3 separate regions of the Pan troglodytes genome follow, and all the other regions are linked to region 1. Evidence: chromatin contacts called from public HiChIP or PLAC-seq data. All regions are on one chromosome and are shown on one strand. Each heading gives the region's core, a stretch centred on a gene start, on an enhancer-like site or on the middle of the called end of the contact. The rest is flanking DNA. Distances are from core to core; before and after follow the strand shown.

Region 1 (3,113 bases), core at 350-2,849:
AGGTGTTCCTGCTGCTCTGGTGACCGGGGGTAGTTGACCCTATTTCAATGTCAATCAGAACAATATACATTCCTTTATAAACTTATTTTTTTTTGAGAGAGAGTCTCACTCTGTCACCTAGGATGGAGTGCAGTGGTGCAATCTCAGCTCACTGCAACCTCCACCTCCCTCCTGGGTTCAAGCGATTCTCCTGCCTCAGCCTCCTACCGAGTAGTTGGAATTACAGGTGTGTGTCACCATGCCCAGCTAATTTTTGTATTATTTAGTAGAGACAGGTTTTTGCCATGTTGGTCAGGCTGGTCTCGAACTCCTGACCTCAAAAGCCTCCTGGGCCTCTAAAAGTGCTGGAATTACAGGTTTGAGCCACCTCGCCCCGCCTATAGTGAACATTTACATAATATTTTGTTTGAATAGGTTTCTGCCATTAAGAAGATGCAAAACCCTGAGGGAGTCTTACCTCTTCACTTTGCATATGGGAAAACTGAGGCTCAGAGAAGTGAAATGACTGAGACCTCCAGGTGCCACCTCCCTTTCAGCTGCGCCTGCCCTGCTCCAAGCAAGGATGTGCCAAGTCAAGAGAAGACAGAGGACAATTAATGTTATCTGAGGATCTCGGAGCCTCATCCCTGAGCTATGATGGTCTTTCCCTCCTTAGTTGGGAGCCCCATCACGTTCCTCCGAAGCTCTAGTTGTGTGATAAGGAGGGTGGAATCTGAGACAGAGAACGATGGCCCTCCAAGGAGGGAGTTCGGGGTGAGGAAAACAGCAAAACCATGTGCTAGACAAGATCTTCAACTGCAGGGCTCTGGAGGCAACTGGGAAGTTTTGAAAGTGCAGATTGAAGCTCAGGGCCGCTGCGGGTGGCGCAGGAACTGCAGAAGACAAGATGGGATTAGGGAGGGCCAGCAGGTTGCCAGAGGCCCTTTTCCACCTGCTGGGCTTAGAGGGGCGGGACTCTGCCCGCTCCCTCACTTGGTTGGGTTTAAATGACCACTCCCCGCCCTAGCTGTGCCTTTGAGTGTGTGGCAAGGGATTGCAGACGGGAGACTGCTTGTCAATTCAGGGAAGTCAGCCTCTTTCTGCCACTTAATTCGCCCATCAGTAGAGATCCGACTTTCCCACGGTTCACTGTCACCCCCATTGCACAGGTGGGGAATCCAAGGCACAGAGGCGTCTGGGCCAGAGTCCCGGGACTATCCACTCATTCCGGGGTTGTAGGGCAGCATGTGTCAGGAGCTTGGGCTCGAGCGTGCGGGGCACTAATTGCGAGTGCAGTGGCCACAGGCTCCCGGGCAAAGTGGTCAGGAGCCCATTCCCGCCACCTCCGTCCGCGCGCCCCGCCCTGTCCTCCAGCAAGTTGGTGCACGCGCGTCCTTCCACAGGGCGCGGGATGGGGGCGGGGCCTCCGTGTTGTTGTTTCTCTGGGGCCCCGCCCCTCAGGGGGGCGCGGACCACGCGGCCGGAGGGCCCGCCTCCCCTCCCCCTCCCCGCCCAGCCCGCCCGCCTCTTTGTATCCAACATCCGGGTTTCCCCGCTGGCTCGGCTCCGTGGCCGCCGCTCAGGAGCCATTTTGGACTCGGTTCAGCTCCCCTCCCCCCCCACCCCTCCCCCCGTTCATGGCCCCTCCGGACTCGGCCCCTGCGCCCGGGGCCCGGGCCCAGCCCCGCCGCGCTATGCCTGAGTCGGGCGCGCCCCGGCCCGTGCCCCGCTGCCGCCCCCCGGCCCCCGCGTCGCCCCGGAGCCCGGGCCGCAGCCTGCGCCGCCCGCAGCGGCCCTGAGCCCGGCCCCGCCGACCGGCCCTTGGAGCCCGAACGCTGCTCGGGGACGAAGGCGCAGGAAGCGCGCAGGGAACGAGACCGAAGGAAGGAGCGGGAAGGAGAGCGCAGCCGCCTCCTGGCCCTGCGCGCCCCGGGAGCGCCGTGCGGCCCTGCCCGCGGGCTCCGGGTGTGCGCGGGGCGGCGCCGCGGAACATGACGGCGCCCTGGGTGGCCCTCGCCCTCCTCTGGGGATCGCTGTGCGCCGGTAAGAACTGGGCGCGGCGCGGGGACGCCGAGAGGGCGCGCGGGGCTGGCCTCTGGCGCCGCGCGGTGTTTACCAACAAAGGGCGGGCCCGGGGCCTCGTCGCCGCACCACCTGTATTCAGCCCTCACCTCCCGGGGCGGGGGCTGGGGGCGCGGTGGGCGCACGGCTCGCCGAACTTAGGGGCACGATCTTGTCTGTGCAGTCATCTGCGGGATTCTGGTTCCTAGAGGCGCCCCTGCGATGGGGGCTGGGACGCGGAGCCTCAGGGTCGGAGTTCGGGCTACGCGGGCGCGTGGAACCCAGGGAAAGAGTGAGGAAAACCTGAGCGTGGGGAAGGCGGCCAAGAGGGGTGGGCAGATCTCATTGGGGGTGGCAGGATTGTAGGTGCAGCAGCAGCAGCAGCATGCGGGGAGGGTTGCATGTCCCTCAGAGTCACTAAGTGTAGCGAAGCGAAGGGGGCGGCTTCACGCAGCCCAAAGTCCCCTGCATTTCTTGCCACCAGTCTGCGTCGCGTTACCGGCCCGGCGGGCTGTTGGTGCTGGCTCCCACCTGCTCCCTCTTTCCCTGCCGTTGGCCCCGGGATGCGGAGTGTGGTCGCTTCGCGGGACCGCTTTGTTTGGGCACTTGGGAGGGGAGGGGGTGGGTAAGATGGAAAACCCAACAGGTCCCTCTTCGTTCGGGCCTCCGGGAGGCACGTGGCGGGGTGGGTGACCAGCGCTCAGCTCGCCCGCGGCTGCGGGCGTGTGGCTGGAGGTGTTCGGCCAGCGCATGTGTGTTTGGGGGTATGTGGGCGCGGGCGTAAACAAGCGGAGTTCCGCCTGGAAAGCTTGTTTCTCCTACGGCCCAAGCACCGATTTCTCTCTCAGTGGTGCCGGGGTGCGCCTAACCCCGGCGGGCGCGCCGGGACGTCCCCTGGCCAGTCCTGGGAAACGTGGGGAGCTGGGCATTGAAGCTCTGGCGAGAAGGTCGGGGCGGCTGGTACCCGGCCGCCGGGTCCTGCGCGTCTTTGTTCCCAGCTCCCATTACACATGCAGCGCGGGTCCCCCGCCGCCCACGGTGGCAGCCGCCTGGAGTCTGGGAAACCCTCGAGG
Region 2 (3,113 bases), core at 415-2,914, 420 kb before region 1:
GCCTCCATGTGTCTTCCTCCATGGAAAAGATATCAAGGCTGCCTCAGGAGAGAAACTGGACAAAGGCACAGACACTGAGGATGAAGCCTGTTCCAACAGGAGCCAAGGAATGACGCTGTGTCAGAGAGAAAGCAGAGATGTCCACTGTGACCTCTCAGCTGCCCAGCCTCCCTTCTTGCTAGTCTGGCAGGCGCACGAAAGACACCTCTGGCCTGAAGAAAGAAGAGGGAGCACTGGAAGGGGCAGGGACTCCATGACTCATCTAGACAAGGTGGCTTTAAGGAGCCTAGGCTATTGGTGTAAAAGCAACAGCTCTGGGCACAGAGCAAGGTCTCTCTGGGCCAGGAGGACCAGGTCTGTGCCAACTGCAGAACACGAGATAGACTGGAGGCTGGCTGATGGGAACATCTCTAAGTCCCTCTAAATTCCAGGGGGACTCTAGTGGAAGGCTAGAGGACTCTGCCCTTCTCTTTCCCATCTATTATGTCCATGAACAGTTTAGATGGATGGGTGGTGGCCACTAAAGCCTCCAACCCCAAGGGTACTAAAAAAGAGAGGGATATACAGTAAAGCAGTGATTCGTATGAAAGGAGCAGGGTTTGCTGAGATGGCAAGTGACCTGGGGGGGCAGGAGGGCAAGCCCCCACCAAGAGTGGGTGAGTGCCTGTCCTGGAGCAAAGAGGCGCCCAAAGTTACCCTCCCCAACCTCCCGCCTCCCAGAAGGCCTCCAGATCTGCCTTCGGGAGCCCAGGCTCCCCTCGCTGCTGGAGGGACAGCGAAAGGGCAAAGAGCTGGCTCGTATTGGAGGAAACAAAGCTCCGCTGGACAAAGGATGGAGCAGGCAGCTCCGGCTGAGACCTGGCCCTGTCCCCCAAGGAGGGTCGCAGATGAGGGGATCGTGCTGCTTCTTTCAGCCTGAGCATCGCTGACTATTCTGCGCTGGGCAGTTAAGGCTGCACGGCCCGACCACGATTAACCTTGCACACCTCCTCTCCCCATCCCCTTAGCCCCTGCTCCGCCACACCCGCGCGGCCTGACGCGGTTCAGGCACGCCCAGGCTTTGGGGAGCCCCTGGGGCGGCCCGGATGGGGCAAGGAGAATTTTGGTCGTTCTTGGATGCTGTTTCCTTCCTTCGCCGCCCCTCCGTGCGAGCGGGATCGTGGAGCCCAGACTTTCATGACCAGGACAAGGGGGTCCGCGAGGCGGAGGGAAGTCTTTAGACCCGTACCGCCCGCCCACCCACCCCCCGGGCTAGATCTCGGACAAGCCTGGAAACGCCCAGGGTCGTGCCCGGCAGTCCCACCCAGGGAGCCGCGGGCTGAGATTTTCCCAGTCCGGAGAAGGGGCAGAGAGGCGGGCCCGGGGTGGTGTGGAGGCGGCCGAAGGAGCTCGGGGCTCCCTGTCCAGGGCCCGGAACAGCTTTCCAGGCGTCCACCCCTGCAGGGTCTCCCGCTCGCGCGGGCCAGGCACTCACCGTGCAGGGTCAGGAAGTCCCGGCCCGAGTCCATGCCCGACGGGCGGCGCGGCGGGAGGGGCACTGCGGGACTCACTTGAGTAGCGACAGCACCGGCGGCCTGGGGTCCGAGTGGAGTGCGGTGCAGGGACCTGAATGGATCGCGGTGGGAGGAGGCCGGGGGTGGTCCCGGGACACCGCCCCGCCCCCGCTGCCCTGCGCCCCCGCCCCCTGAGCCCGCCAACCCGCGTCTCTCCCCGCCCCCTTCTGGGGACGCGAGAGGGAGGGCAGAGCTGGGGGCCCGGAGGACTGGCCAACCCTGGCCCGGGCCAGCGGGCGCGCCCCGACCAGAAATAGCCAGATCCCTCCAGCTTCCTCCGCCGCCGCCACCCACGGGCCGCGGGCCCTGTCATTACCGCGGGCGGCCGGGCCCCACGCCCTGTTGTGGGCGCCTCGCTGGGGTCGGGGTGATGCTGGAAAGAATCCGGCGTCATCCCGGGGAAGGGATCGTGTAAGGTCCGACGCCCAGCCGGGCTGCTGCGCTAGGGAGACGCGGCGTCCAGGCTTCCAGCCGCAGCTCCCAGCGTTCGCATTCCCTTCTGCGAAATGGGTGCACGGACACGATTAGAAGGTCTTCAGAGAGCAATACCTGGACCTTGTCGGGAGGAGGGTCCCCTTCCCTCTCGCTGGGAGGTTTCTAACCCCAAGAGTGCCTTTGGTGGAGTGTTGGGGGTGTGGGAGGGGGAAGCAAGCAGGTGCACGGATTTCACTTTTGAGCCACTCATATCCCAAAACCCCAGCGATCCATGCAGCCGAGGGGGAGGATCCCCAGGGTCCCTTCTTCAGGTGGCCTCCCAAGGGGCTGTCTGGGCAAGGTCCCTATGCAGACCCACCCCCTAACTCTTGGGACCCAGAAAACCCCCTTTATAGGTTGTCTAGAGACCCCTCCCACCACAGACCCTGGGAGGGTCCCTAGATCCTGTTGCCCACCACCCCTTTGGAGAGTCCCTTGGGAAAACTGGGCTCTTGGTGTCAGAGAGCCCCCAGAGGGCCTCCCAGGAAGCCACCCAGGCCTCCTGGGCTGATAAGGCCAATGCGAGAGTCAGGCAAAGCTAGTTGGACCAGCTCTGCGGGGAGGGGGCTGGGCTCACCCCAATCCCTCCTCTTCTGGGCCCTAGGTGGCCTTGAATAAGGGATGTGAAACAGCTGAAGGACAGTCTTCTGGTTCTGGGGGTTAAAAGTGGATCAGGACTTCTGGGCTTTGGAGAGTCCCCTGCTCTGCATGCCCCCTCTCCACAGACGGGGCTTCACCCCTTACCTGGCACTCAGCTCCAATCCTGTCCTGCAGTGCGAACACCCCTGCCCTGGGCAGGCCTGTCAGGTCCCTCCTTGGTTTCCCTTCTGCCCAGGGCCACACTCCATGTTTGCTGAGGGATGAGCAAATTCATACTGGCAGGCATCACTTTGGACCTCCATACAGGGGATGAGTGGGGAAGAAGGGTCCCCTTCTCTGCCCTCTGGAGGCCTCCTCAGGCCTTGGAGCCTACCACTTGCACCTCTGATACTCCTGGAGCCTGCAAGCCCCTGTACTCAGCAAATCAGGCCTCCTCAAGCCCCCCTCCTCTTCCTAGGCAGCGTCACAGTGAAACTCTGACACCAG
Region 3 (3,113 bases), core at 203-2,702, 320 kb before region 1:
ATGTATGGTTGGGTTTTACACCGAGACATTCCATTCCCAGGGACAAGCAGGAGACAGATGCTTTCCTCTTATCTCAACTGCAAAGAGGCCTTTCTCTTTTACTAATTCTCCTCAGCACAGACCCTTTACGGGTGTCGGGCTGGGGGACTGTAAGGTCTTTCCCTTCCCACTAGGCCATATCTCAGACAATCTCAGTGGGGGGAAACGTGGACAATACCCAGGCTTTCTTGGGCAGAGGTCCCTGCGGCCTTTCGCAGTGCACTGTGTACCTGGTTAATCGAGAATGGAGAATGGCGATGACTTTTACCAAGCATACTGCCTGCAAACAAATGGTTAACAAGCCACATCCTGCACAGCCCAAATCCCTCAAACCTTGATTCAATACAGCACATGTTTCTGTGAGCACAGGGTTGGGGCTAAGGCTACAGATTAACAGCATCTCAAGGCAGAAAAATTTTTCTTAGTACAGATCAAAATGGAGTTTCTTATGTCTTCCTTTTCTACACAGACACAGTAACAGTCTGATCTCTCTTCCTTTCCCCCACACTGCCGCACTCCCCTTGCCGAGATAGTGAAAATAGTAATCAATAAATACTGAGGGAACTCGGAGACCGATGCCGGTCACCTGGGCCCACTCTACACTTTATCTCTGCGTCTTATTTCTTTTCTCAGTCTCTCCTCCCATCTGACGAGAAATACCCACAGGTGTGGAGGGGCAGGACCCCTTCAAAGGTCAAGGCCATGGAGGTTCCCCCAGTGAAAACTCGGGGTGGGGAGGTGAGGAGAGCTCTGAACGAACGGAAGAACGGGGAAGGCCCAGCGCAGGGCCTGAGTGGTTCGCTCACCGACACAGATGTCCCCCAGCTGTTCCGGCCTCAGATTCACGTCCTTGAGAACCGCGGTCATGACTGCCGAGAGAAGCTCGTCGGGGGTGGTGTCCTGCAGCAGAAAGAGCAGCCGCAGTGACCCCCACTCCCCCATGCCCACCCCAGGGAGACAAAGCGACCACAGCTGGGTGCGGAGCTGCCTCCGGCGTCCAGGATAACCAAACATACGAACCGGACCCCAGCCCGCGCCGGCGTCTTCCCACACTCGGCGCCCAGACCCTCGGGCCTCACCTTGAAGCCGCCGCGGCCCGCCCGGCAGATGGCCGTGCGCCGCCCGTGCACCACCACCACGTCCGCGGCCGAGGCCTGCGGGGCACCGCTCAGGCAAGGCGCGGCCTGCGGCATCCAGCCGGAATCGGCCGGACCCCTCAGGTGGCCCAGCACTACCTGCAGCCTCTGCATTGCGCAGGTCAACCCTGCAGACCAGCCACCAGTCCGGAAACTGACCGCGGAGTTAACAGACAGCCGTCCGCGCACGCGCAGAACCACATCTCAGCCTCCAAGGCCTCAACTCCGCCCACAGCTCTGCGAACAGACGCGAGCGACCCTCTAAAAGTCCCGTCCACCTCCAGCCTCAGCCAACCACAAGGTGAGTCGGCCTGGGAACCCGCCCCTCCCCGCCACCGCCTACCGAGCCCTCTATAGGAGGGCCCACAGGCACCGCCCAGCCGAGCTTTCCACTCAATGCCCCGCCTACCTTGGCCTACCGCAGCCAACCAGAAGGTGTATCTTTACGAATCCCCGCCCAGAAATGCAGACCGGAAGTCTTTCCACCTTTTGTAGCCAAACCCGAGACCTGACCCCCAAATCCCTGTCTCCTGCCCGCAGCCAAACGGAAGGCTGGGCAGCCAGGACCGCTTACTGCTTGGGGGCTGGAGATGGAAGCTGAGGCTCTAATTCCTCTACCCACTTCCTAGGAGGCTCTGCTATCCCTCCGGTGCCAGTACCCGAGCTGGGGGACCTAAGTACTTCCGAGACGCCCAAGTCCTGCTCCGACGTGATTGGGCTTTCCCATTCTTTCGAGAAGACAGGGAATTTGGGCTTCCGGGCTGGCCGGGAAAACAGATTTTACAGACATGCGGGGTGTGACAAGCTCTCTAACTGGAGAATGAACATTTCACACTTTTACCAGTTTTACACCCAATTGGAATGATTTTATTAGTGCCCATTTCCCGTGCTAGGCTGGGGTCTCCACCAAGGCAGAGAGGTACCATGTATCCGGGGAGCCTGCGACACCCTTGACACTTAGTAGATGATCAAGTACTTGTCGAATGAGTAAATGAATGAACCAGGGCTCCCCAGGTCAGGACTGTGTCCCTAAACCTAAAGGGCAAGGCCACGTGCCCCCTTGACTCCCAATAGCAGGGCCATGTCTTCACCTGAGACCCTGGAGAGTAGTGCTGGGCTTCCCACAGACACCAAAGGACAGGGTGCCTTGTGCTCCCCAACCTAGTGTCATGACGTCCCCAACCATTTCGAGGGCAGGGCCACGGCATGCCTCAGGCTCCAGAAGGCAGCTGTCCGTTTCCCACTCCCACCTCGGGGAGCACAGCAGGGGTCTTCCCATACCCCTACTGGCGGGATTGCGTGTTCCCCAGAGACAGTGGAGGGCAGAGCTGGTGCCTTCCCACTTGTCCCCTCCTCGCCATCCTCGAGGGCAGGACCGTATGAACCCCTCAGATTCCTCCGTGGAAGAACTGTGGCTCCACCAGATCCCAAAAAGCAAGGCCCGTTTCCTACAACCCCCGAGGGAGGGTCGTCCTCACTCCGCCGCCAACCTACTAGCACCATCACCAGACCCTCGAGGGCGGTGCCGTGGACCTCTCCAGATCTCAAAGGGCAGATTCCTACTTCTTACGCCCCCACATCACCCGCCTCGAGACCGCAAGGGTAGAGGTGGGCACCCCCGCCTCCGCACTTTTGCTCGGGGCTCCAGATTGTAGGGCAGGGCGGCGCTTCTCGGAAAGCGAAAGCCGGCGGGGCGGGGCGGGTGCCGTAGGAGAAAGAGGAAGCGCTGGCAGACAATGCGACCCGACCGCGCTGAGGCTCCAGGACCGCCCGCCATGGCTGCAGGAGGTCCCGCCGCGGGGTCTGCGGCCCCGATCTCCTCCACATCCTCCCTTCCCCTGGCTGCTCTCAACATGCGAGTGCGGCGCCGCCTGTCTCTGTTCTTGAACGTGCGGACACAGGTGGCGGCCGACTGGACCGCGCTGGCGGAGGAGATGG

The links. HiChIP or PLAC-seq counts read pairs in DNA pulled down with a chosen protein or histone mark.
Region 2: a contact with region 1 is called in an H3K4me3 HiChIP or PLAC-seq map of stem cell-derived excitatory neurons, with 4 times the contacts expected there. The contact joins the promoter of PLCD1 here to the promoter of ACVR2B in region 1.
Region 3: an H3K4me3 HiChIP or PLAC-seq map of stem cell-derived excitatory neurons shows a contact between it and region 1, with 6 times the contacts expected there. The contact joins the promoter of ACAA1 here to the promoter of ACVR2B in region 1. A contact is called at or near these places in 1 of 7 Hi-C or Micro-C datasets (stem cell-derived neural progenitor cells) and 1 of 1 datasets of contacts at active chromatin or transcription factors (stem cell-derived excitatory neurons).

What each region holds. Positions count from the first base shown.
Region 1 is chr2:42,455,580-42,458,692 of NHGRI_mPanTro3-v2.0_pri, forward strand. ACVR2B (activin A receptor type 2B) reads left to right here and starts at 1,600. Exons shown (of 11, transcript XM_516369.7): 1 at 1,600-2,022. The coding sequence starts at 1,971. It overlaps XYLB (xylulokinase), which reads left to right. Exons shown (of 19, transcript XM_016940725.4): 19 at 415-1,456. The coding sequence ends at 597.
Region 2 is chr2:42,033,275-42,036,387 of NHGRI_mPanTro3-v2.0_pri, forward strand. PLCD1 (phospholipase C delta 1) reads right to left here and starts at 1,665. Exons shown (of 15, transcript XM_054680542.1): 1 at 1,475-1,665. The coding sequence starts at 1,508.
Region 3 is chr2:42,139,908-42,143,020 of NHGRI_mPanTro3-v2.0_pri, forward strand. It overlaps ACAA1 (acetyl-CoA acyltransferase 1), which reads right to left and starts at 1,453. Exons shown (of 12, transcript XM_001171323.6): 1 at 1,119-1,453; 2 at 846-939. The coding sequence starts at 1,289. It overlaps LOC101058262, which reads right to left. Exons shown (of 3, transcript NM_001280446.1): 3 at 2,011-3,113. The coding sequence ends at 2,735. It overlaps MYD88 (MYD88 innate immune signal transduction adaptor), which reads left to right and starts at 2,951. Exons shown (of 5, transcript NM_001130463.1): 1 at 2,951-3,113. The coding sequence starts at 2,951.